Regions from separate parts of the Hordeum vulgare genome. Here all the other regions are linked to region 3. Evidence: chromatin contacts called from public Hi-C data. All regions are on one chromosome and are shown on one strand. Each heading gives the region's core, a stretch centred on a gene start, on an enhancer-like site or on the middle of the called end of the contact. The rest is flanking DNA. Distances are from core to core; before and after follow the strand shown. Region 1 has its middle 140 kb from the start of LOC123409211. Region 2 has its middle 30 kb from the start of LOC123409211. Region 3 has its middle 11 kb from the start of LOC123413439.

What was found. Hi-C and Micro-C count contacts between places; a contact is called where the count stands out from the background.
Region 1: a contact with region 3 is called in a Hi-C map of leaf, with 6 times the contacts expected there. The contact joins two enhancer-like sites. A contact is called at or near these places in 2 of 6 Hi-C or Micro-C datasets (both in leaf).
Region 2: a Hi-C map of leaf shows a contact between it and region 3, with 2.8 times the contacts expected there. The contact joins two enhancer-like sites. A contact is called at or near these places in 3 of 6 Hi-C or Micro-C datasets (leaf and seedling).

The regions. Positions count from the first base shown.
Region 1 is chr7H:504,457,997-504,463,010 of MorexV3_pseudomolecules_assembly, reverse strand. No RefSeq gene overlaps it. Among protein-coding and RNA genes, the nearest start is that of LOC123409211, 140 kb to the right of the region's middle. Within about 2 kb of position 2,005, at least 2 of the 3 cell types and tissues checked have open chromatin away from gene starts, as enhancers often do. A contact at or near this core is called in leaf, where this site is marked.
Region 2 is chr7H:504,348,812-504,353,734 of MorexV3_pseudomolecules_assembly, reverse strand. No RefSeq gene overlaps it. Among protein-coding and RNA genes, the nearest start is that of LOC123409211, 30 kb to the right of the region's middle. Within about 2 kb of position 2,399, at least 3 of the 3 cell types and tissues checked have open chromatin away from gene starts, as enhancers often do. A contact at or near this core is called in leaf, where this site is marked.
Region 3 is chr7H:503,994,383-503,998,972 of MorexV3_pseudomolecules_assembly, reverse strand. No RefSeq gene overlaps it. Among protein-coding and RNA genes, the nearest start is that of LOC123413439, 11 kb to the right of the region's middle. Within about 2 kb of position 1,637, at least 1 of the 3 cell types and tissues checked has open chromatin away from gene starts, as enhancers often do. A contact at or near this core is called in leaf, where this site is marked.

The sequences.
Region 1 (5,014 bases), core at 756-3,255, 460 kb before region 3:
GTGTTTGAAGAATACTAACCAAGCATTTGAAAAATGTTAAAATATGTATATAAAATATGTTGACCATGTGTTTAAAAAATTGTAACCAAACATTAAAGATATATTTAATGTGTATAAAGAACAAAATTCTCATGTATACGGAAAATTTATACAATGTGTCTGAAAAAGGTTGATCGTCCAATAGGAAAATGTTAATCATGGATTTTAAAAAATTAAACAATTATATAAAATATCTTAATTAAGCATTTGAAACACATTAAATGTGTAAAAAAAATTAACCATGTATTTTTTCAGCCTCTACCAATATTCAAAAAAATGATAATCAAACATCTGGAAATGTTAAAATGTGTACACGAAAAATGTCGACTATTTATTTGAGACATATAAAAAATTTCGTGAAATTTGTTATTCAAAGATTGAAAAAAATTTAATATTTGTATTAGAAATGTTGATGATATATTAAAAATTATTGATCCTCAATCTTGAATACATGAAAAATATATCAAAAAATATTGTTGATATATACCAAAATGTAGACGAAAACCAATGAAAACAAAAAAACAGATAAAAATGGTACTGCAAAATGAAACCAAAGAAAATGGGAAACGAAAAAGAGAACCACAAAAATAAGTGCAAACAAAATGGATGAAGATATAAAAAAACCAAGAAAGAAAGAAAATCTGGAGAAAGTACAGCAAAATGAAAATTAAATGAGACCCTGAAAGAAACAAAAATAAACCAAAGGAAAAAAGAAAAAAAAGCTGAAGTACAACGACGACTAAACGAAAACTAAAATCAGAGAAGAAATAAGCAAGCAAAAAAGGCCCAATGTGGCAAACGTTGAAAAACGGAAAACTAAAAAAGCTGATGAGGAAAGAAAAAAGCAAAAATAAAAGGAAACGAAAATAAAAAAATGAGAAAAACCAGAACAAGCGAACGCATAAACCCCAAATGAGTGAGCATAATCCAAGAATCCTATTCGGGAGCTACATAGAAACTATGGGAAGCTCCGATTCGGGAGCTCTACCTGCCGCATTCCGCGGCAGGGAGTCCCTCGGCCGCACAGGACAGTTGCCCGACTGGGCAGGCCCAGTTTTTTTTTTCTGTTTCTCTTATTTCCTTTTCTGTTATTTACTTTTTTTTGGTTTGTATTTCTTTCTTTATTTCCTTTTGTCATTATTTTATGAAAACGAACTAAAGTTGAATTTCCCAACCATCTTTTAAAAACATGGACATTTGTAAAATTGTAAACAATTTAAAAAAAGGCAAAGAATTTTGGAAGCGCATTTTTATTTATTGTTGAAACATTTTAAAATTATAAACGTTTTTTTGATTTATTTTGAAAATCCAGATCATTTACTAAAAACTAAAAAGATTTTCCGAATTTGAATAACATTTTTTGAAAAGGAAGAACATTTCCTGAGAAATACAAAACATTTTATGAAAATGAAATGGAAAACTAAAAAACATTTTTTTAGTTTCCGGAACATTTTTTCAAATTCCGGAACATATTTTCAAATTTTGATTTGTTTTAAATTCCGGCTCTGTTTTCTGAAAATGCCGGAACATTTTTTCAAATTCTGGAATATTCTTTAAACATTCAGGACATTTTTTCGAATACCGGAACATTTTCCAAATTCCAGAACATTTTTTCAAATTCTGGAACATGTTTTAAATTCTGGAACATTTTTTAAAATTTCAGCAAATTCTGGAACATTTTGTCAAATTGTGGAACATTTTTTGAAAATCCTGAACATTTTCCAATTAGAAAGAGAAAAAAAGAACAAAAAGTAGAGAAAATACCCAGTTTAGGGAATCTTTCAAAAAGTTCCTAAAACCATAAAAAACCGACTGAAAACCTTTTGAAGGTTCTCAAAACCGGGATCGTTGAAAGTGTTAACGGACTGGTCCAAACCGCGTCGCTCGCTCGCTCGAACTGATGTGGGAAGCGGCGACTACTTGCCGCTATGAGCGGCGTATAGGAAATTCCGTGTCTACCCGCCGCTCATTGCGACAAGGAGCCTCTGCGCCATGACTGGGCCCGCACAGTTCTGTTTTTTCCTTCTGTTAGCTTTTCCTTCACTTTCTTTTCTTGTTTTTGCTTATTTTTTCGTTCCTTTTTTTCTTTTCTTTTTTTATTTGAAAAAAAAATCAAATTTCAAGGATAATTTTGTAAAATGTGACCAAATTTGGAAACGTGAATAATGTTTTAAAGCACGAACATTTTCTGAATGTTGATAACGATATTTTTCAAAGGAGAACAATTTTGAAAAACCCCAAACAAATTTGAAAGCGCAAAAAAAATTTAAAGCACGAACACATTTTAAATTTTGAGAAAAATTCTGAAACAGAGAACAATTTTAAAAAAACATGAACAAATTTGGAAGCATGAACAATTTTTTAAAGCACAAACATTTTATGAATCTTGAGAAAAACATTATGAAAATGAGAACAATTTTTAAAACCACGAACAAATTTGAAAGCGCAAACAAATTTTAAAAGCACTACAGTTCTTGAATTTTGACAACAAATTTTAAAACCGAGAACAGCTTTAAAAAAACATGAACAAATTTGGAAGCGCAGATAATATTTTAAAGCATGAACATTTTTTGAATTTTGGGAGCAACATTTTGAAATGGAGAACAATTTTGGAAAATTCCGAACAAATTTGAAAGCGCGAATAAATTTTAAAAGAACAAATATTTGTTGAATTTTATAAACAAGTTTTGAAACCAAGAACAATTTCAAAAAATATAAATAAATTTGGAAGCGCAAACATTTTTTTAAAGCATGAATATTTTTTGAATCTTGAGAATTTTTTTTGAAACTGAGAAAAAATTTGAATAACGCAGAACAAATTTGGAAGGATGAACAAAATTTTAAAGCACGAATATTTTGTGAGTTTTGAAAACAAGTTTTGAAACCGAGAACAATTTTGAAATATCCTGGTGAAAGCGCAATTTTTGTAAAGCACGAATAATTTTTAATATTAAGATTTTTTTGAAACTTAGAATAAATTTAAATCTTACAAACAAATTTTGGTACCAAAAACAACTTTTGGAAAATAAAGATCATTTTTCTAAAGTCGAGAAGAATTTTTGAAACATAAACGGAAAAGAAAAAAAGAAACATAAAAGAATAAATAAAAATAAAGAAAATGGTTGAGTAACCTTCTAGAAGTTTCCATAACCGGAAAAAACTGGATGATAACCTCTAGAAGGTTCTCAAAACCGGACACTGCAACCCCCACTAAAGGGCCAGCCCATTTGAAAAGTGACCCCTCTCTCGTTTTGTGCGAAGCCCCGACACGGTTCACACAGATCCGCGAATTGGATTTTCCCCCATTTAACGCTGTAGTCACCTGTTTGGCGATCTGCAGTGGGCCTTGGGTTGTTAAGGATTGTATTTTAAAATTTTCATTGAATTTTAAAAAACATTTAACTGACTTTTTTTCATAAATCTTTAACAAGTACATCAATTTTAGAAAAAAAGGTTCATAATTTTTCAAAGTTCATGAGATTAAAAAAATCTTCATCTACATATGAAAAGAGTTCATTGAACTGAAAAGAAAAGTTCATCGATTTTAGAAGAGGTTCATCTATTATCAGAGCAAAGTTCAACAATTTTCAGAAATATTCAGTCACAGAATTTTTTAAGAAGTTCGTCAAAAATTGGAAAATATCATTGATTTGGAAAAATTATTTACTGAAAAAAGGGTATTCCAAATTTAAAAAGGTGTGACCTTTATGACAAAGGAATAACTAAATTAAAAGAAAATGGAAAACAAAAAAAGAAACAAAAGAAGAAAAAGAGAAAGAACGAACAAAAGTCAGTCCTGAAAAAACTTCAACGAAAAAAATCCAGCTAGGAATCTTAATCGAAGAAAGCTACCTCCCGTTCGAATCTAGATGGGTCCGCACATTTACAAACACTGCAGGCGCGAGTTAAGAATATGCATATTAAGAGCATCTCCAACAGCGCGCAAAAAGGCGTGTGCGCACAGTAAACCGACAATTTAGCGCGCGCGGGACAGTTTGGCGCGCTCCAGCGGCGGCGGGAAAACCGTGCGCGCGGGAACCGCTTGCGCGCGCGAAAAGGCGGCAGCTCGCGTGTTATTTTTGCCGCGCCGCTTCCCGCGCGCCTATAAAACGCAGCGCTCCACCGCTCCCTCGCGCGCCGCCACCGCTCTCTCTCTCTTCCTCTACCTCGCGCGCCGCCACCGCTCCAGCGCCCCGCCTCCGACACGCCACCATGCCGCCGCGCCGCCGTTCTGCGTCGGGCTATCGTGGCATCCGCCAACGCCCCAACGGCGGGTTCTACGCCGAGATACGCTCCGGCGATCTCCGGCTCAGCCTCGGCACGTACGACACGGCGCACGAGGCCGCCCGTGCGTTCGACGCAACGATGTGGCGTCTAGGCAGGCCGCGCCGCCAGATGAACTTCCAGGACATCCACATGCTCCAGCAGGCACTGGATGTCGCCCCCCCGCCTCGTATAAACTCCGCACAAGACCGTGCGGAGCACACTGCGCGGCAGCGCCGCCTCCTCGTCGTCCAAGAGGACGAGCGGGTCATGGCGGAGTGGCGCCGGCGCCACCCGGAGGACGTCGCCTACGAGCAGGATTATTGGGCAAGGCGCCGCGAGGAGGACACGCGCCGGCGCCGCGAGGAGCGGTTGGACAGGCGTCGGCGAAAGGCATTGGCGAGTGCGCAGGCCGACATCGTCGCAGCAGGCGGGAGGTCCTTCTTCACTGAAAAAGATGAGCGTTGGTTGGACATCTGGCTGTCAACCTCTGACGACACCAACGACGATGATGATGGTGCAGATGATTGGAGCGACTGGGATTAAAAGTTTTATGTTTTCGAACTATCTATCTACTTGCACCGAACTATCTATCTTTATTTTCGAACTATCTATCTAGTTGCAATCTATGTAAAATAACTTTGTATCCTTTTTTATTTTATGCAATCTATTTATTTTGCCAATTTTGCAATCTATCCTAGTTAAAAATATT
Region 2 (4,923 bases), core at 1,150-3,649, 350 kb before region 3:
GCCCACTGTCGGTGAGCAGGTGTGTTTCCTTCCAATCTTAATGCTTCTCTTTTCTCCATTTGATGCTTTAAATTCTACAGTTTTCCCTTCACCCGGTCAAAAAGAGGGACCTTCTTGTCGCCATGGCAACCGCGCCCAACCGGAGATTCTGGGATTTTTCACTCACCAAATGCCAATACCCCCTACCGCCGCCCTCGCCACCGCCGCCCTCGTCGCAAGAACTAGAGTGGCTCGTGCCACACCTCGAGGGAGTTCGTTTGGGAAACAGAGAGCTAGTCAGGGGCGTGAAGAACTTGCTTGGATCATGCTGACGCCTCGCCGGAACCGGCACAACGTGTTGGATCTCAGAGATTTGGGAGATTAGAGTCGAAGTTTGATGACAAGAGCTGTCGGCAATAGTCGATGTGGAGTCGCCATAGAAGTCGCGAGAAACGCTATGAACCGTCACGAACGGGTGAACTCTTTATCTGGAAGGTTCCGAAAATCAGAATTGCTGCAACACGTGAACGAGCTAGCCTTGCTTAGGGCTTCTTCAATCACGAGCGTGTGTGAAAGGTTGACAGTCTGAAGTAATATATGTCAAATAGATATTCCGGTTCTTCTAGCCACTTCACCACGGTGTTGTTCGTGTTAAGGTACGAGACGCAACCAACTCGAGGTAAAACATCCGAGTTTTTCGCGTTCCTTTTTGTTTTTTCTCAATTTTGTAATTTCTTCTCTAGTTTTATTTTTTCAGATAATAATTAATTTTTTTTCTTTTGATTGCCCTTTGTTTCTTTCACGGTTCTTATCCGCATTTCTTTTTTCCTCTTTCTTCAGTTTTTTTGTTTTATTTCTTGAATTTCATTATCTTTCTTTGTTTTTATTCGTTTTCATAGTTTTTAATTCTTTTTCCATATGTGTCTTTGGTTTTTATTTTCATTTTTTTCTTTGGTTTCTTTTTGTTTCCATTTATTTTCATGTTTCTCTATTTATTTTTGTTTTCATTCTATATTTTTTGTATGCATCAAGAATATATTTTAATACACATTTAACTTGTTTAGTACATGGTCAACATATTTTGTATGCATTTAACATCTTCCAATTAACATCTTCCAAATGTTTGATAAACATTTTAAACATACTTTTTCAAAAGTTTTTGAAATGCTTGATTAATATTTTTAAGTACATGATAAAAAATTCAACATTTTCTAATACATACTAAACATTTTTTTATACATTTAATATTTCTTAAATGCTTGATCAACAATTTTTCAATGCTTGATTAACATTTTCATATACGCGGTAAAGGAATTTCATCATTTTCTAATACATGGTCAATATTTTTTCTATACATTTAACATTTTCAAATGCTTGATTAACATTTTTCAGTAACTTGTACAACATTTTTTGAAATGCTTGATCAATTTTTTATATACATGATCAAGAAAATTCATCATTTTTAATGCATGGTCAATATTTTTTCATACATATTTAACATTTTTTAAATACTTAATTAATATTTTCCAAATACGTTATCAACTTTTTAATACATTTTTGTATACGTGATAAGTATTTTTTCTGTACACATTTAACATTTTTCAAATCCTTGGTCAACATTTTTCAAATGTTTTTATAGAGTTTTTTATATATTTTTAAAATATTGTAAAGTATAAACAAAAATAAAAAATAAAGCAAAAAAGGAAAATGGAAATATAAAAAGAAGATAGAAAAAGGAGGATGTAGCCTCAATGCAGCTAGGCCGGCCCATCTGGAGTTTCCCCTATGTGATGCTTGCCCTTTGTCTCGCTTAGGGATGGCACCGTTGGGTTTGGATATAGGTGGAGCTACCACATACCCTTACCCGTCATTCCAAACCTTACCTACCCATATTAGTCGATGGATACAATTTTTTCCCATACCATCACTCGTCAGAACAAATGGATACCCACGATAAAATTACTAAGATTTGCAACACATCGATTCGAGTATTACATAGTCATAAACAACAACATATAATAATAAACGTATAAATAATAACATTTTATCCAGCAACATATACTCGTAAAAAGCAACACATTCTGGACATGGGCTAGGTGCGGAATTTATGTATATTGGTATGAGTTATATTAAACCATACCCGTACCTACTATACCTGATGGGTTTCATATTTTTTTCATTCAGATACCCATGAGTATTTTTTTGTCCCACGACCTTACCCTAATAAGGTTTTTATCTACCGAGTACGCGGCCAATTGCCATCCCAACTCTCGCTTAAGGCGAGACAGATGGATACCTAGAGAGCTACTCGTGCATTAAGGGGGATATAGATCTCACGGTGGCACATAGCTTCCCTCCCCCAAATAGTCTAGGTAGGGCAAAACGGGTTGGGCTGGGCCGCAGTGGGAAAGGTAGACATGGCCTGTTGGATGCAGCCCGATCTACGAAAAAAATGAGGAGTGTGGCGGTCACACACACATGGGTGAATGACATGCCAGGGCCCAAGTTTGGCATGCTCACGATATGGCTGCGACCTTATTTAGACTAGGAAAAAGTTGGTTGGTCATTAGTTAACACTAGGGCTATGTAATGCCCGTGCAATGTCCTATTAGGAATCACCAATAAGGGACGACTTCTCGACTGGCCCAACACTTCACGAGTGGACGGGTTTATTTTTCGTCTTTTCTTGGTTTTCTAAGTGTTTGCAACACGGTTTTCCTTGGGTTTTCTTTTTCTTTGGGAATTTCCGTTTTCCATTTTCGTTTTTCATTTTCTCTTTGCTTTTTTTCCTTCGATTTTCACTCTTTTTCGCGAGTCTTTTCTTCTTCTTTTTTGTTCAACTTTTTGGGTTATCAACAACTTATAGGTTTATCAAAAAGTTTGACAAGGGACTAGATAGCCCGAGAGTGGAATTTGCTCCTCTAACAATGGAGAGATATTTTTAAAGCCCTTTCTATGTGATGCCATCCATCATCATCTGTCCAGACACAGATGACTATGTCATGGGGATGCCGAAACATGTCAATGAAAAAGAAGAACAAAACCGGTAACACTACTACAGAAATTAGCTTTGGTAAAACATCCCAGTAACACAAGAAAAAAAATATTACTGCGTAAAAGCGCGGTAACACAACATTTATGTCCACAACTAAGTTGTAACACATTCTATGAGAAATGCTACAAAACTGTAACACATATTCCTCATGCGTCGAATGTGTTACGGTGTTGTAACTCATTATTTATGTCGGTCGAGAGAGTGTTACAAAAATGAAACACATATATGAGATGTGATGTTGTGTTACAAGTTTGTAACACATGTGATCTACGTAGGTAAATGTTACCAACGTAGTAATATTGTATAGAGCTTTTCTTTGTTGTCATGAAAATACTTGTTGCAACATGCACGCGATCAATTCTCAGGTCGATCCCATCGTAGCACGCGACCTGTGGGTTAATAGTTACGGGCTTGCGCCATTCACATGTTAGCTACATATAGAAGTTTAGGGGACATGTGTTTGATTACAGATTGAATATATTAGGATAAAACCATTAGCGTAGCCTAGATACGAAATCCCACAGAAGGCACGACTTAAATAAAAAAATGTTTTTTCCATGTATGTAATTCTACTAAAATGAGATTATTTCCATGTATGTGCCTACATACAACCCTTTTTTCTAAGAGTAGCCGAGAGAGAGGGAGGGAGGGAGAGAGATAATGTGTTCGTGATCTTGTAAAAAAACATTCTCATCTTAATATAAAAGACGTGCAACTCTTTTGGATATTCTAAAAAAAGAATGTTTTGTGCTTCCAAAATTTACTAAAATTAAAAGGTGTGCTAGCTTCTTTTAAGTAATTTTGGACTTAATTAATATTAATATGCTTTGACGATTTTATTGATCCGTTTATTCTCTTATAAAGCATAAAAGTATGTTGACATCTTGTAATTGGGAAGTGTTTTTGATAAAAGATTATGTATGTTGACATGTTATATCTGTGACTTTTTTTATTAGTTGGACCACCTTAATCCAGAATCCTGGCTAAAACAAGGGCAAAAAAATATGAGAAAGTTGAGTGTCATTGGAAGTACTTTGAACTTTCAACTTAGTAAATGAGACTTCATTCCACGTTTAACTTTTATCTTGGTACATGAGAGTGCATACTTTTAACCATCTAATCTAATCATCAGCAAGAGAACTATATGTAGAGAAACTAAAACATTCACACTACTTCAGGATAGATTTACACTTTAACAAAAATGGCAACATGTGATCGCAAAACAGGATTTTTGAACACTATAAGAGTATACCAATATCGAACTATCAACCAAAGTACAAAATAAATTTCCAAACAAGTTGAGTGTATCTCAATTATGAACTGTTGTTGATCAAAGTACAAAATGAAGTTCCAAATAAGCACGTGGTGTCATAGCGAACCAAATTATCAAGCATAAATATAAGGGTACACTAAGTTTTGACCAACACATAGTCTCACACATTAGTATATCACCAAGAAAGTTTGTTAGCTACTCAGCACGAAGCCACCAAGCAGTTCTGTACCAACACAAAGCACACATACAACCACCCCCTCCATGCCTCCATGTACCATGCAGTCGAAACCTGTAGCATGCAGCCAAAATATGAACAAGGAAAAAAATACTGCTACTTTTATTGCTAAAATTTAATATCTGGCATGAAAGCGTCAACCCAAAATTAAATAAAGAATGCACAAAACATAATTGAAGAACATTAAGACTGAACAATACGTTTTATTAGAGGTAAAAATCACATCTCAAATGTTGCGTTACAAATGGAATATGGACCAACCTATATGAGTGTAGTGTTCAAAAGCCACATATTTAGAAACATCAACATAATTCATTAATTTATGAATGGGTTGATCAGAAGTTCAAACAATCATACTATTACTTTCATGCAAGGACATTT
Region 3 (4,590 bases), core at 388-2,887:
TCTTGAGGAAGTACTACATAAACTGGTACCAAGATAGTCGGGCAAGTATTCAATAGGTTCATGATGTTGCACCTAACGAGATAAAATACCAAGATTTAGGTTGATTTTGGTTTAGTAGATATTCTCTTATGAGATTCATGCTTATTTTTTAGGTCACGCGTGGCTCCGATCCGAAATCATAATAAGTTCTTCTCGAAAGAGGGTGTGTAATCAGCTATCCCAAAACCTATCTTGGTCATGAGGAAGAGGGTGTTAAAAAGAACAGTTGTGATATTGTCCCAAGAGCTACTTGGAAAATTTGACATGCATGGGATAGCAAACTGAATTGTTGCATAAGAAATAGATTCTGACATGCTTGCTTCCGAGACTAGGAGAGGGAGTGGAGAATTTTGGTGTTATTGTTGCATGTTTAGATATACTACTATTACATTAACTTTCAGATAAAACAAAATTGCACAAAATTATATATAATACTGCTACTGCTTTAATTTTCAAGTAAATCAAATTACATAAAGTTATATCTAATAATACTATTGCTTTAGCAGATAAAATGCTCCACATAATTGCATCACACCCTAACATTCAATTTTACAAAAAAACAGGTGTAGCAACGCGCGTCATCAATGATCTAGTATATTAATATGAATACATCACTTATTGCGATGGAGAGAGCTATATCTCATCACGCTGAAGACACACAAAGTGGCACGCGTCTTTTCTTTTCTACTTTTGTTAATATTAAAAAAACAAAATGCATATATTATGAAAAAACTATGGTTATTTTTTGACAACTGTTAATCACACATTTAAAACATAATCTGAAAAATATCCACTAAACTTTTCGCAAATGTGAATGATGTTAAAAAATGTCCACTAAACTTTCCGCAAATGTAAATGATGTTAAAAATGTCCACTAAACTTTCCGCAAATGTAAATACTGTTAAAAAATGTCCACTGAACTTTTAGCAAACGTTTCTACCATTAAAACAATGTATGAACATTTCAAAAATGTTCAGGTGTTTAGCAAAATATATTCTTGAACGGATTTTCTTTGTAATTAAAAAGTGCTTTGTATTGATAAAACATGTAATTATTTATTTAAATGTTCACAGGTTTCAAACAATATAAATGGTGGCATTGTTAAAAAAATGTGGCATGCTATAACAAAAAATGTTTGATTGTATTTGAAAAAATGGTTTAGCGCGTACTTAAAATAAGTGTTCAAGAAAAGTAGTTAAGAACTGTTAGATCATGTATTTAAAAATGTTAAGCATACAAAAAATGTCATAGAATTATATGAAAAACATGTAATGTATATGAAAAATTTAGATGTCAAAACATATATTTGCAAGAATGTTAATTATGTATTTAAAAATACTAAATTTGTACGAAACATGCTTCTTACTGTATATGAAAAATGCACAATGTGTATGAAGAATGTGGACATTTATTGAAACAAAAGAAAAGAAAAAATAAAAATAAAAAGAAAAAGAGAGAGAAACATAGAAACCGAAAAACAAACAAGGAAGACCAAAGATAAAAGAAAATGTAAGAAAAAGAGAGAAGAAAACCCAAGAGCAAACTGATGCAAAACCACTACTCAACGCGTCTCTTCCAAGGGAGCTCCTACCTGCCGCTCACTGCCGCAGGCAGCCCTACGCCGCACAGGGGGGCGCACCCGACTGGGCCGGCCCAGTTTTGTTCTTCTTTTTTACTTTTTTCCTTCTCTTTTATTTTTTGGGTTTTTCTTTCTTTCCCTTTTCCTTTTCTTTTATATTTGAAGAGAAAACATTTTTCGAATTTGATTAACAATTTTATAAAATCGTGAACAAATTTGGAAGCATGACCAATTTTTTAAAGGCTGAACATTTTTTAAGTCTTGAGAATAAAATTTTGAAAAGGAGAACAATTTTAAAAAATCATGTACAAATTCGAAAGCGCGAACAAATTTTTTAAGCACGAACATTTTTTGAATTTAGAGAACAAATTCTAAAACCAAGAATAATTTAAAAAAGACGTGAAAAAATGTGGAAAGGTGAACAAATATTTAAAACACGAACATTTTTTTAATCTTGGAAATAAAATTTGGAAAACGAGAAAAGTTCAGAAAAAACCCGAATTTTTTTAAAGCACGGACAAATTTTCAAAGCATGAACATTTATGGAATTTTGAGAACAAATTTTGAAACTGAGTACAATTTTAGAAAGTTGAACAAATTTGGAAGCGCGAACAATTTTTTAAAGCACTAACATTTTTTGAGTCTTGAGAACAAAAATTTATGAAAAACACAGAACAAATTTGAAAGCGCGAAAAAAAATTAAAGCACCAACATTTTTTGCATTTTGAGAACAAATTTTGTAACCGAGAATAATTTAAAAAGAGTGACCAAATTTGGAAGCGCAAACAATTTATTAAATACTTGATCATTTCTTGAATCTTGATAACAAAATTTTGGAAATGAGAACAATTTTAAAAATATCCCAACAAATTTGAAAGAGCGAACACTTTTTTAAAGAACGGACATTTTTTGAATTTTGAGAACTTTTTTGAAACCGAGAACAATTCAAGAAAAAGTGAAAGAATTCGGAAGCGCGAACAATGTTTTGAATACACATAATGTTTGGAAACGTAAACAATTTCTTAGTCTATAAACAAATTTGAAAACAGGAGGCTTTTACAAACATAGAACATTTTTGTTGTAAGAAAGAACATTTTCTGAAATTAGTGAACAATTTCTGAAACGGGAACATTTATTTGAACTTATGTACACTTTTTAAAACAGGAACATTTTTTAAACATACGTACATTTCTTGGTACGGCAAATATTTTTTAGAAAATGAAGAATATTTTTTAAACTTCCCGAACATTTTAAAATGATGAATAAGTTTAGAATTGGAGAACAAAATTTTAACAAATTTCAGAACAGAGAAAAAAAATTCTGAAACAGGAACATTTTTTTAAAAATGTGAAAAGAAGAACATTTTAAAAAAAAGTTGTGAACAATTTATGGAAAAAGGAACATTATTTGAAAAATCATGCAGTTTTTTAAATACAAGAACAAGTTTTGAAACACGAACATTTTTCAAAAGATGAACACATTTGGAAGCAGGAACATTTTTTGAAGCACGGACATATAAACTGTGAATGCGAGAACATTTTTTGAAATTCAAAGCAAAAATTATAAAATGTCAAATAGAAAAATACTAAAAGGAAAAAGGAACAAAAGTGAAGGAAAAAAGTAAAAAGGAAACAGTAGTATTTTTTGAAAAAAAGAACATTTTAAAAAATGGTGAACATTTTTTGAAAATGTTGGATATTTTTCTAAAATCTCATAAAAAATTAAGCTAGTCATGTTTTTAAAAATGGCAAATATTTGAAACTTAGAACATTTTTATAAAATCAAGAACATTTTCTGAATATCTATTTTCTTTTTAAAACAAGAACTTAGTTTAAAATAATCATAGAAAAGAAAAGCTGCAAAACGAAAAAAATAAAAAAGAAATAAAGAAACAGAAAAAATGACAAAAAATTAAGCAGAACCGGAACTGCCTGCAGAGGGAGATAGGCAGGTCCAGTTTATCGTGCCCCTGTGCGTTTGCCCAACAATTTGATACGAATAGCGTCAAATAGGGTTTTCCCTCTTCCAAGTTAATCCATTAGCGTCACGTGACGTATAAATCTGGACCGGCCGACACACTTGGCTCTCGTTTTTAACCTTTCTTCTCTTTTTCATTTTTCCTTTTCCTTTTTACCTTTAATTATATTTCATGAAAAAATACATATACTCCACGAAAGATACATAAATTTGAAAAAATATATTCTTGCAGTGTTAAAAAAACTGGTACAACTTTTTGAAAAATCCGGATATTTAGAAAACTATATTTCAACTCCTATTCTAAAAATATTTCACACATATTCGAAAAAAGTTCAGAAATATGTGTTTAAAAAAGTGTTAAAAATTTATTTACAAAATGAAACATATATATTTAAATGTGTCAGATGTATATGAAAAATATCAATGTGCATGAAAAAGAATATATGAAAATATCGTTTTGAAAAAAATGTTAATAATTATACTTGAAGATGTTAAACATGTATAAAATGGTCCTTATTTATACCAAATACGTGCAACATAAATTAAAAAAAGTATATATCAGAAATATATAGGTGTATTTTTAATAAATGATAATTGTCTATTAAAAATGTTAAACATGATTAAAAATAATGACTCATATGTATATGAAAAGTGTACAATGTGCATGAAAAAAACATCAAAAGATATATTTTTATTTTTTTCTACAGATTTAATAAATGTTTAATATGTACAAAACAACTTTCTTCATGTGTAGGAAATTTGTCAACATAAAAAAACATATAATTTAGATTAGTGCTACAGGATTAGCCGTTCGAAGAGCTGCACTCTTAGTCTTATACTCCCTCACTGTCTCAAAATAAGTGACGCAAATTTAATACGAAGTTAGTATAAATTTTATATTAAAACAGTGACACTTATTTTGGGACGGAGGGGGTACTATGTTTTTTCTGTCCATTTTACCCTTTTTCCAATTTCTAAATTATTCTTTGCCTTTC